2 separate regions of the Macaca mulatta genome follow, and region 1 is linked to region 2. A link is a contact called in public Hi-C data. All regions are on one chromosome and are shown on one strand. Each heading gives the region's core, a stretch centred on a gene start, on an enhancer-like site or on the middle of the called end of the contact. The rest is flanking DNA. Distances are from core to core; before and after follow the strand shown.

What was found. Hi-C and Micro-C count contacts between places; a contact is called where the count stands out from the background.
Region 1: a contact with region 2 is called in a Hi-C map of CD4 T cells, with 3 times the contacts expected there. The contact joins the promoter of CDC73 here to the promoter of RO60 in region 2. A contact is called at or near these places in 3 of 14 Hi-C or Micro-C datasets (CD4 T cells, blood and cortical neurons).

Annotation. Positions count from the first base shown.
Region 1 is chr1:50,655,794-50,659,003 of T2T-MMU8v2.0, reverse strand. It overlaps CDC73 (cell division cycle 73), which reads right to left and starts at 1,296. Exons shown (of 17, transcript NM_001260567.1): 1 at 1,133-1,296. The coding sequence starts at 1,263.
Region 2 is chr1:50,593,937-50,597,494 of T2T-MMU8v2.0, reverse strand. RO60 (Ro60, Y RNA binding protein) reads right to left here and starts at 1,521. Exons shown (of 9, transcript XM_015121172.3): 1 at 1,379-1,521. It overlaps UCHL5 (ubiquitin C-terminal hydrolase L5), which reads left to right and starts at 849. Exons shown (of 13, transcript XR_013417205.1): 1 at 849-1,642. It overlaps LOC114675508 (small nucleolar RNA U109), which reads left to right and starts at 3,502; the gene lies at 3,502-3,558.

The sequences.
Region 1 (3,210 bases), core at 47-2,546, 62 kb before region 2:
AGGCGGGCAGATCATTTAAGGTCAGGAGTTCGAGACCCGCCTGACCAACATGGTGAAACCACATCTCCACTAAAATACAAAAATTAGCAGGGCATGGTGGCGGGGGCCTGTAATCTCAGCTACTCAGGAGGCTGAGGTAAGAGAATCACCTGAAGCCAGGAGGCTGAGGTTGCAGTGAGCCAAGATCACACCACTGCACTCCAGCCTGGGCGACGGAGCAAGTCTCCCTCTCAAAACTAAATAAATAAATAAATGCCAACCAACAAACTAAATTTCCCTAGTTTTTCATCGACTCTTCACAAAGCTTCCATTCAAAGAAACAAAATGAGTAGGGAAGTTCTAGCTCAAGGTTCTAATTCTACAAGCGACGCACCAATGACAGTGACATCATTAAAAAGGCCCCTAATGACTGTTAGACCCGTCTCTATAAGTTTTCCTGAATGACTTAAACTGATAAAACTTCACATGGACCAACATTCCAAAACATTTCCCTTTAAAATACACTTTCGAAAATCACACGCACCATCTATTTCTTAGATCTGAAAAGCTCACTCATTTCACCAACTCCTGAAGACCTCTTTAACACAAACTTTAGCGACTTTTCCCAATTCACCAAATTTCTTTCCGGTCCTAACTTCAGAGTTGATTCCCTTCTCTCTTCTACAGGAATAACCCCCTCCCCAACAACGAAAGGAGATGAAATAAACTAGGAGTTGCAAGGACCAGAGGAGCAGCCTGGAAGAGAGAAAAAATAAAGAACAAAAAGAGACGACCATGGCACCAGACGGTGTGCTCCTTTGTGCACCTATGTTCAGGTATCCTTGTGCACCAGCCCCACACTTCGCTGGTACACGATACCTATTGGTAAAAATTAACTGTAAAAGTCAAAAACTCCCACGGTACCTTTCCTTTGGGCTTCTCAAAAATTTAAAGGGATGAACTGCTCTAGAGCTCCGCCCCTTCTTTCCTTACCCTAAAAGTGCAACTTCTGCTCTAGAGAGAAACTTTCTTCTCCCCGAACACCCGTTTTATCCCATCCCCAGGGGAAACGGGGGGGAGGGGTTAAGAAAGAGGTCGCCTGGGGGCGCCCAACTCTGCCCTGCCACCCCTGGCACAGCCATGCCGGACTTACCCCCAAACTACATAGTTGGTCTTCACATTCTTGGGCCAGGAGAACTCCCCGAAGATCACTTCGTCTCCCTTCACCACAATCTCCTTCTTCTGGATGTTGTACTGTCGCAAGACGCTAAGCACGTCCGCCATCTTCCCCCCCCTCGCCTCCGCCGGCCCGGGGCGCCGCCGCTGCCGCCGCGCCTGCCTCCTTCTTCCCCTGTCGCCTCGCCCTCTTCCTCCTCCTCCTTCGCCGCCGCGACGAACCAACAGCAGCAGCACTAACAGCCGTCCTCGCCTACGACAGCAGCAGGGGCAGTAGCCACCCAGGCCGCCGAGGACCCCGCGCTAAAAGGCAAGGCCCCGCCGCCGGCTGCCCGCGGAGAACGCCTGACTGCGCCCCTCCAGCGCGGCACGTCCGCCGCCAGGGGGAGCCGCGATGGCCTGGAAAAGTACCCCTCCCAGACTTCAACTCGGCATGGAGCCCACTCACTCGCTGAAACGCTGAGCACTAGGGCACCGCGCCCACGTACGGCGCACGTACGGGGAACTTTGTCGGGCGCGCGCGCGCGCGGAGCACGTACCCAGTTCCCCGCGGCGCGCACCCAGCGGCGACAGGTGTGCGCGTACCTGAGCAGTGGGTCGGCACTTCCATCCGCAGCACGTGCCCTGAGTATTTAACGACCTGCCTCGGGTGCGACCAGAGGCTCCTGGGCCCCTGCTTTGGCCGGGATGGAATTTGGCAAGGATTTGTGGAACACTAGAATCACCTTCCTATCTAGATCGGACCCAGGCCTAGCCAAAGACCTCTAGGACTTAGTGATCCGGAGAAGCCCTTTTGAAAGGGTGGGGCTCTTGGGGTTGGGGTTTGGGTTGTTTGCCTTTGATGTGGAAAAAAACAAGTTTTGGTTTTTTGTTGGTTTTGAGTGGAAAAGACCGAGTCCAGCAGAAAAAAAAAAAAAAAAACAAAACAAAACAAAACACAGTTCTGGGTACTGCTGTTTGTTACTTGTTGTTTGACCTTGGTCAAGTTACATAGCTTTTCACAGCATCAATTGGTTAATGAAGAAAATGGGGTTAATACGAAGATAAAGTAAACGCGCCTAGCACGTCAATAAAATATCCTAAATGTTGGATCCTCCCTCTTCATTCTTTGGATGATGACTTTTTCCATCGCGATCCCTTCTCCCCACCAATCCCGAAGGGCTATATTCAAAAGGCTCTGTTCCAAGATGTAAATGGGAAAGTTGCTCTAACAGAAACCCCAAACGGTCCAATTTAGAACACTTCCAGACTACCCAATTTTTCTAATGGAACTCAGAAGGCTCAGTGGTGTCCTTGACATGCGTTTTAAGACGGTTAAGATAAATCAATATACTATGGCCAACCAAACACATCCTATGGGATTGTTTTATTTCTTTTACCATGTCAGAAGGAAAAAAAGAGGCAACTTTGTGATTGACATAACCAAATTCCTTGACCTGTTTTGAAAAAAAGTCAATCTTTTCACAACATAGAGGACTACAGATACAGAAGTATGTGGTTCATTTCCTATGTGATCTGTAGCCATTCTGCAACTGTGAGTTTGTGAAATTTTTTTCTGTTCCACCAATGTTTTCACCCTGTAGTATTCTCCTGAATCTCACCCAAAACACACACATTATAAAGAACTGGCTACTCTTATCTATCCCCACACTCTCTCTTCATACCTGTATCAGAGCACCCAGTACCATATTACTTCTCTTTATAGTTTACTTGCCTGCATCCACAAAACTGAAACACCATAGACCTGTGTCATCATATCCTACTGTCTAACACATTATTTAGAACATATTAGTAATAAATGGATGAATTTAATAAATTGATGGAAGCTCCTAGTAAATATCAAGTTAATACATGGATGAAAGCTTCTAATAAATGCTGAAGTAATAAATGGAAAGATAAGCTCAAGGAAGCCAAGATTTCATGATTAAGAGGGCTGACTATAGTCCCTTCAAATGATACTTAATTTTATTTCATACTCAAATAATGATTGAAGTCTCTCTTTTGTATGTTTTTTAGGTTAATGAATTTAAAAAGTGGTAAGGTAAGTCATTAGTA
Region 2 (3,558 bases), core at 272-2,771:
CAATATTACAGATTTAAAAAAATACCACAGACTACTTCGGGCTCTGATGCCAATCATTCTGGACTCTTGTGCCTCTTAAACCTTTCCAATTAAGTATCTCAAGGAAATACACTGAACAGAATCCCCCCACTCTCCAAGTTGAGGGCAGAGTTTTCGGAGATAAACTTCAAGAAAGTTACAAAAAAAATTTTTTTAAACCAACACTTCATACAAATTTTGGCTTCTACCCCATAAAGTACTCAGGCTTCTTTTAATACAAAAGCTGCTCTGTTGCTTCCCTCATAAAATTTACCATGTTTATTTCGAGGCTTCACATAATCCGTAGCACAAGGCTCCCTAACTCCATGGCACAGGTCACCTATTTGAGAAGGAAGGAGTCAGAGTTTTATCCACTAAAACTTTTTTGTTTTTTCCTTGGAAGCCAAGGGTCTTTCTTGGAATATGCAGCTTTTAAGGAATATGCAACTTAAAGCCTTTAACAAATACACTCTTAAAAACTTCAATCTTAACACTACAGTATTCTGGGAGAGCCTGTTGAATGAGGGCAATTTAGTAAATATTGGGTTTTAACTCATCATCCAGTTTTAGAACCATTCCAAATGTTTTTAGATTAATACACGACATTTGTTTTCAACCTAATTTTCCCTTGACGCATCGCATCCCCTTCCACCAGTCTAGCAGCCCCATGGACTGTAGGACAGACCTTTCTCCTCTCCCTCGTTATTCCCTCTATGATAAATTCGCCTTGTCTTCCCACAAAGATCCTTCTTCCAAAACCCAGATCCCGGGCGACGCCTCTCCGCGCAGAAGCCGCGGGAGGAGGAGAAAGAGGAGGAGTAAAGCAGGCCCTCTCGACGTCGGCCTGCGGGGAGCGATGCCGACAAGCAGGAGCGGTCCCGGCTTCGGAAAAGGCCCACCCTCAGGAATGGTCCGGGCAGGCCTAGCGAGGATGTCCCTACCGCGATGCTGGTTCCGTTTCCCAGGGTGGGCAGGCGCGGAAGCGAGGCGGCGAAGAGCGATAGTTTCGCGGCGTTTGCCCAGCCTCAGCCCCTGGGATGAGGGTGAGAGACATGGAGGACTGGTCAGACTTTGCGCGTCCCTGGGGCCGCTCACACAGCACAAAAGGCTCCCAGTCGGCTTCCCGCAATGTCCTCACCTGTGCCTGGCAGCCGACCCCCACCTGGACCCGCAGCGCCGCCAGGAGAAGTCCTGCGCAGCGCTGGGAAACGACAAGAGACGGCAGACCGATAGGCAGCGACAGCGACAGCAACAGCCCCACTGCCGCCGGGGAATTCCAGGTTCGGTTCCCGGGAACGAGTCCCGCCCCTCTTCTTTTGCCCCGCCTCCGCCCCATTGGGGCGAGGATCCCGGATGTTACCTCCTTCGGCGCTCTGAATCTCCGCCCTTTCTTCTCGGGCCCCAGCCCTTCCGAATCCGCTACCGGTGCTGCACGGCCTGGGAAGAGTTTCGATGTCTCTAGGGTGGCTAGAGCGTCCTCGCGCGCTCCGTCGCGCTGCAGGTGACGGCGCCCGGAGGCTGTCGGGAAGTAGGCGGGGTGACGTGTGGTGGACGAGCTCGGCGGCGGGTTTGCTGAGATCTGTGGCTGGCGGCAGCTGGTGCGGGGGGCGGCCGAGAGCGAGAGGTGGATCGGGGCGGTGTGTGGCCGGGGCCATGACGGGCAATGCCGGGGAGTGGTGCCTCATGGAAAGCGACCCCGGGGTCTTCACCGAGCTCATTAAAGGATTCGGTGAGAACCTAGGGGACCGTCCTGGGCCTGGGGTCACGGGAGGAGGCCCAAGCTGGGCATGGAGTGGTTCCCTGCGGCCACCGCCGCCCCGCATCTGGAGAGGTGACTTCAGGAACCTGGAGTCCGGGTGGGGGAAATGTAGGTTTTCTGCTCTCGAGACAGTCGCGTTTCCACAGTAATTTGAAGAGCCACACCACGAGGGCAAGGATCGTGTCTGTCTTGTGCCTGCTATATCCTCAGGACCTGGCACCCAAATCCTGTAATTGACTTGAGGACCCTCGCTCCCCAAGCTCTTAAAGCACATACTGTCCTTTCCACTGCCCCTTCTCTGCGGCGCGCACCTTATCCCGGGCTGGTGTGGTCAAGTGCATTGCTCAGGCCATTAGTCCTGCAGGAGCCACCCTAGGGTGTGCCTTCTCAAGGGTGAGGTGTCTGCGGCCTAAGCCGCCCAGGAACTCGAGATTCTGGTTACTCAAAGCAGAACGCCCTGAATGTGTGAATAGCTCTTCGGGACGTCCACACATGCCGACTGCGTGGGCCTGAAAGGCCACTTCACTGGTTCCGCTCTCTGCTCATTTCTGTCTTCCGGTGAAGTGAGTTTTCTTGAGCTAGTGTTCTAGACTAGAGGCCACATGCTTTCCTCACAGTTTCTCTCTGGCTGTGTTTAGTGCCTTCCGTCCTAAATAATCAGCACATTTGACTTTTTATCCTTCCCTGTTTATCTTTAGTCTCTTCTTTGGACAGTACGTTTTTATCTGTTACATTTCCCAAGTATTATTGATTCTACGATGTTAAAACTTTCACGCGGGATAACAAACGTTGATGGAGATACTGCCTATTGTACATAGCTTAATATTTGGAATGTCATTTATCAAGCATATGTTGTTCATCTGTATCTCAGGCACAGTGGTAAGGATTGGGAAATTTTCTTTTCTTTTCTTTTCTTTTGAGACAGAGTCTCGCTCTGTCGCCCAGGCTGGAGTGCAGTGGCGCGATCTTGGCTCACTGCAAACTCCGTCTCTCCGGGTCAAGCGATTTTTCTACCTCAGCCTCCCGAGTAGCTGGGATTACAGGCACGCGCCACCAGGCCGAGTAATTTTTTTCTATTTTTAGTAGAGACAGGGTTTCACCATGCTGGCCACGCTGGTCTCGAGCTCCTGACCTCGTGATCCACCCGACTCGGCCTCCCAAAGTGCTGAGATTACAGGCGTGAGCCTCTGCGCCCAGCCAAGGATTGGAAAATTTCCGTGTGAATAAACCATAACTGCTGTTTTGAAGAATTGATAGACTATAATATGGTGTGTTAATTGCTGTATTAGAGTATGTACAAAATGTTATAAAGTACACAGGTCGTGGAGGAGCACAGGCAGAAGGAAAAACATAAACAGTAGTGATGTTAAAGTATATGGCTTAGCGAACAGCTAGCAAAGTGACTAGAACGTAATGTAACAGACTGGAGGAATATTTGTTTGCATCTGAAACTAAAAAGATAAACCGAGGCCAGATTGTATCCCATGTTGTATAGGTTGAATTACCCTGTAGTGACTGGGAATTTACCTATCAAATATATTTTAATGCTGAAATGACATTCATAATTAAGGTTTATTGTGCTTGTAAGTGTGCAGGACAGGTTGGAATAAAGTGAGGGAAGCTAGACATCTCTTAAAATGGTTGGAGTCCGAGATGACTGGCTAAACTAGTGGGTTAGGAAGGAGGAGTTAGATTCCATAAGTTTACTATATTTAAATCAGCAGTTGCATGTGGAAATGTCTGCTCTTTATTCCTTTGGGAGCAGAAATACATCCATAACA